Regions from separate parts of the Zea mays genome. Here region 2 is linked to region 1. The links are chromatin contacts, called in public Hi-C maps. All regions are on one chromosome and are shown on one strand. The core of a region is the stretch at or near the end of the contact, and the rest is flanking DNA. Distances in the headings are between cores, read along the strand shown. Region 1 holds the start of LOC100193479 (Cyclin-T1-3). Region 2 has its middle 16 kb from the start of LOC118472086.

Evidence for each region. A called contact is a pair of places that touch in the nucleus more often than the background predicts.
Region 2: a contact with region 1 is called in a Hi-C map of ear, with 2.0 times the contacts expected there. The contact joins the enhancer-like site here to the promoter of LOC100193479 in region 1. A contact is called at or near these places in 3 of 25 Hi-C or Micro-C datasets (ear, leaf and tassel).

What each region holds. Positions count from the first base shown.
Region 1 is chr5:193,383,106-193,385,757 of Zm-B73-REFERENCE-NAM-5.0, forward strand. It overlaps LOC100193479 (Cyclin-T1-3), which reads right to left and starts at 1,331. Exons shown (of 7, transcript NM_001138594.2): 1 at 1,130-1,331.
Region 2 is chr5:193,537,408-193,540,059 of Zm-B73-REFERENCE-NAM-5.0, forward strand. No RefSeq gene overlaps it. Among protein-coding and RNA genes, the nearest start is that of LOC118472086, 16 kb to the left of the region's middle. Within about 2 kb of position 1,299, at least 17 of the 20 cell types and tissues checked have an H3K27ac peak or open chromatin away from gene starts, as enhancers often do. A contact at or near this core is called in ear, leaf and tassel, where this site is marked.

The DNA of each region.
Region 1 (2,652 bases), core at 81-2,580:
ATTCTGCTTCACAAAATGGTGTCACCAGTTAGGTAATTCTCATGGAACTATCTTGAAAACAAAGCTTGCAGCCTAGCCTGGGTATTTCAGACACACAACAATCTATGTTCGAGGTCGGAAATACTAAGCACATTCTGCAAGCCCATGCATGCCCTCCACTCATGGTTCAGTAAACAGAACATACTGTTTAAAGCTTTTCAGGGACAGTAAAGAAAAAATAGTTTGAGAAACAAGACGAATAGATATATTTCTGATTTACTAAGGCACTGTCTGGATAAACTAAATCCCTCCCAATTCAGGCCTTGTTCGGTTATTTCAATTCCATGTGGATTGGTGTGTATTGGGATGGATTGGGATGAATTTTGACTTGCTATGGATTTAAACCGACTCAATACCACCTAATCCACATGGATTAACGGCGAAACGAACAAGCCCTCATATGGATTGGAGTGGAAAATGAACTAATTTTCCACATCAACCCCTTCCAAAACATATGGATTGAAGGGGATTGCTGCGTTTCCAAACAAGCCCTAAAGGTAAGTCAAAACTCATGACTCTTGTAGCAATTTGAACACGAATCTATTTAAGGCATCATTATAAGATGCAATACAAACACTGTCAAGCACCCTTCTAGTCCTGCTCTTTTAGTTGAATAGCAATAGTTTGACTTTAAGCTCAGCTCGCATCATCCTCAGTTCCTCACATGAGGAAGTTACTACGATGATTTTCAGGTAGGTAAAACAGGCTGATTCCGCAGGCACAAGATAGAGCTTATGCTGAGCAACAAGGTGGAGTAATACATATACAAGCTTTGAGAAGACAAAACTTGCAATTATTTAAATACAACAAACAGCAGCCTAAATTCCACCAAATTCACCCTGTTGGGGTATGCACCCTATATACAGAAATAAAAATTTAGCAATCTTGACACCAGGGGCGGACCCAGCTAAGGCCATGGGTGTACATGTAGAACCGATATTTTTGCAAAAAGACGAAAAAAATCGAAGTTTGCAGGCATAATACATGTGTACCACACTTTAAATGAATCAGATCAGATCCAAATAGAAATAGCTTGGGTTTGGGAGCTCGGTTTCGCACAGCAGGAAAGGAAGAAAAGGGGTGGGCGTACCTGGTGGGTGCTCGTCGCCGGTGAAGGTCCCCAAAATAAAGGACTGTGCACGGCGGCGGCGGCGAGCCGGCGACCGCCAAGTCGTCGCCACCAGAAACAGATAGAGCGCACGCGGGGAGCACGGGAGAACGACGCGAGAGAACAGAAGCAAGGCCGCAGGGTAGATGGTTTAGACTTTAGACTACGGTCTACCTGATCAGTTGCCAGGTCGGCAAGAAAACCGCGATATTTTCTGAAGCCCAACTACCCAAGTCTATCGGACGTCAGTCAATTTTTTTTTCCAAAGTACTCGAGTACAGTGTCTCGAATTGAGTCCGGTTTTCATGTTGCGTCAGAGTTTTTTCTAAATCAAAACTTATGGGAATGTCTAATCTAATGGTTGCTATGGATCCAGAAATAGACCGATTCAATGTGTTTGACTAAGAGTACAATATATATAATAGAATAGACAAGTATGTTTTTTGGTTAGTTGAGAGACAATGCGAGATCATCTCTAAAGAGATTAATATAATCTTAAATGTCATCTCCCATGGTCCCTCTAAATCGAGAGAATAGAGGTGGTCGATGTTCAAGGTGGCGTGTAAAGGAAGAAGAGATATGTGAATCTGAAAGTAACTAGAGGACGGTGAATAGGTAATCCTATAAAATAACTTTAAAACACATAAACGTGGTTTAGGAATAAAGTTAGTGGAAACTAAAACCAAGTTTGAGAGATGAGAAGAGAAAAAAAGTCATCTTTACTTGATTGTGTTAGGATTTATGGGCTTGGCCCAATTAAGTTATTCAAATAAATCCCAGGAAAATCTCAAAAGCCCATATAAGTGGATGGCAAAGGGATAGGTGGAACCAATAGCACCATATTGCTAGCTCTTGTGGAGTAGAGCTAACTTAAATATGGAAGCCACACTCACTCACCAAGTCATGGATGAGAGGAGAGAGTGTGGAGAGCCACACGCGCGCGCGCTCGCTCGCCTCGCCGGGGCGGGGCGGGGCGGGGCGAAGGGCGCGGGCGCACGACATGCGCGTGAATGGTCCGCCGAAATCCGGCCCCTCGCCTTGCGGGGGCGCGGCTACCTTTTGCCGTTTGATTTTTTGGTTTCTTGGCTGTTACGCTTATCCTAACCGATCCCTATAAAATCTCAACTGATTGCGAGATTTTCGTGGGCGGATAAGCACTGGGGTCGCGGACTCGGCCCTATAAAAGGAGCCCGGCAGCCAGCCTCCAAATCATCCCAGATCCCAGTTCGCTTTCGCCTCTCTTCATAGCTGAGCCGCCTTTTAGTTCCCTTCGTCCCGACCGCAGAGGTGCATCTGCGATCAGGAGAGCAGGTCTCCGGAACCCTTCGTCTTCTAGATCCTGCACCGGGAGAGGGCGAATAAGGTTTTTGGGAAGCGTCTTCACGCGACTGCTCGTGATCTGCTGACCTCGTCAACCCATCTGATCCTGGCGCGCGCCAACAATCAGTAAGTCTAATCAGTACGCATCATCTGATTTGGCTTTTATTTCAGTTCTTCTGATTTGG
Region 2 (2,652 bases), core at 49-2,548, 150 kb after region 1:
CTCTCGGCAAAGACTGACGGCCGTCAGATGTACACGGCCGCTAACGGCCCTTTGCCGAGAGCTATATTTGCCGAGTGCTTGACGCTCGGCAAAGCAGTCTTTGCCGAGTGCTTGGCTGTGCCGAGTATCCTGCACTCGGTAAATAAGCTATTTACCGAACGCAGGACTTTGCCGAGTGCGGCGCTCGACAAAGTGGGCTTTGCCGAGTGCCCGATAAAAAGCACTCGGCAAAGACGCCGGCACTCGGCAAAGAGCCGAATTCCGGTAGTGGCGCTAGTGTATTCCTCTATCTCTCTCTGGAATCCGTTTGTAATTTAGTACGTATTTTAGTTATCCGTTTCGGCATTCTGTGGTCCTGTTCTTGTATCTTCCCTTCAGTGCATCAATATATGGTTTATATTGATATGATATATGGTCCAAACTAATGCCTAATTTGATGCGACACCGAGCGACGTGCTGCCTACGTCCTAAAAAGGGAAATCAAAAGGATGTAATTCTAATTAAGTATTAAGTCAAAAAATCTAGATAAATTCATACAAAATAACATTTGTACGTATGGCATCAAATATCGATGCTTTTATGTGAATTTAGTCAAATTTACGATGGTTTTGACTAATAAGTACGTTAAGGCTGTATCGAGCAGATCGTGCATGCATATGGTACTCCAAAACAGTGTTTTGCCTCTATTGTTCGTGGAGTCAAATTTAAAATAGAAAATGAGATATGAGATAAGATAGATATGCTGCTGGAGACATTTTAATAACGTGTACTATGCCTAAGTACCTCTAGAAGAACATAAGAGTTGGTTTGGTCGTCAACTCTAGCAGGTGATTGATATTAATTTGCCTCTGGGGGACTGAAATAGAGAGCTACAACTAGCCAGGTTGTCTACACTACTGTTAAATTACGGATGGAGAGGTCTTGTCGTCTTCACTGTAAAGGTGTGAGTAGGTAAGTGTAAAATGTTGTCATTTTTCATTATTGCAAAGAAAAAACATAGCTGTCGATAAGCTACGACGGGTCGAGTATTCAAAAGAAAGGAGTCATTATTATTTGTATCGCTGTCAAAAATCATTAGAAGCAACCAGTGAAATCTGCAAGCTTGATAATTATAAACAACTGGAACCGCTTTTATGCCAACCACCTTGTACACCGATTTGTAGCAAACGAGAAAGAGAGCCAACGATTCGCCTTCGTGGGTCTAGAATAATATCTTTAGGCCCACTTTGTTTAGTCTAGGCCCATCTGTCTCTGTATAGCAGCTGGAATACTAGCCCGTTAAGTTGCACAAAAGCCCATTCATACGGCGTTGGTAAGGGAAAAAAAATAGAACTGACACTTTAGGATGCGAATGCGATCGTAACCTACAGCCCCGGCCGAGCTGCTTTCGTCATACATAGTCCTGTTGTTTCGCGTGTTTTTTTTCTGATGATCTTTTTCTATCTGTATAAAGAATCTATATGTATGAGAATCTAATTATCATAAGGATTACGTAGGGAAGAATATAAAGTGATCCATAAGGTTTAGAATATATAAAGTGACTGATTCCTATTATCACAATGATTCGATCGATTTTATGTTCATGTTTTGAACGGATTTAACTAAAACGAGTCTTATAAAAATGGACTGAAAAACTGAACGTTTGGTAATCCAGAGTAGTTTTGATGGCCAGAAACTGACAGAAACCGACAGCCATGGTGAGTTGGTTACTACTGCACCATCAAAATCTCAGTAAAGGGTACTATCAGATTACGCAAACAGATAATTACTGCGGCGAAACACGCCGTATATAAACGGCATTAATTGGCTTGGCGGTCTCCTTCGAAATAACTGTCCCGCGACGCAGACGTCGAACGAGTGCGACGGCGACCAGCGATTTGAGAAGGAAGGGAGCTGACGCGGCGTGTACCATACCATCGCACGCAAGCAGAAAACAAGAGGTCACCGTCTCCCGTGATCACTTGGTCTAAGGAACGCTGGGATTTTTTTTTCGTCCAGGAACTTGTCACCAGCAAATTTCCCAATGGTCAATTAATAATGCTGTTATGTTAACTGAAAGACAACAAACTGATTGAAGTAGCTCTATGATTGAGGTCTCTGCAATTGATTGGAAGGAGGAAACGGTATCAGGAGTTCAGACTTGAGACGGAACAGGATCCAGATATTAATTGTTAGCTACCACGGCATAATAACGGTGGCTGTAGAACATGAGGAAGATCCGATGTGAACAAAGACTGTGCAAGAGCACGGAGGGTTATTAGCTTGTCGAACAGCTGGTCTACACAGTAAACAGCATCGATCTATGAGCAGCTGAACTGCTGGATGGTATCGTGGAGAGGTACGTACATGATCGTGCCGTTATGTGCGTAATCCTTATCAACCAGCAATCAAGCACTGTCAGTTTCTCAGATATAGCCGCCAAAGGCCAATGTGTGAACTTAAATTCACCGCCGCTTGAAGCGGAGTGCGTGCAGATCGACCGGCCTTCCAAGCTTCGTAGGGTCAGGGGGGGACAGCTAGCTAAGGATGCTGAATCTGACCGTTGCAACAGCGGATTGGTCGGCACAAAAGAGATTAGTTAAGTGGTTCGTCAAGCTAAATTTTGACTGCTCTTCAACAGACTAACTATCTAACTCGTCAAGTTATTTAACT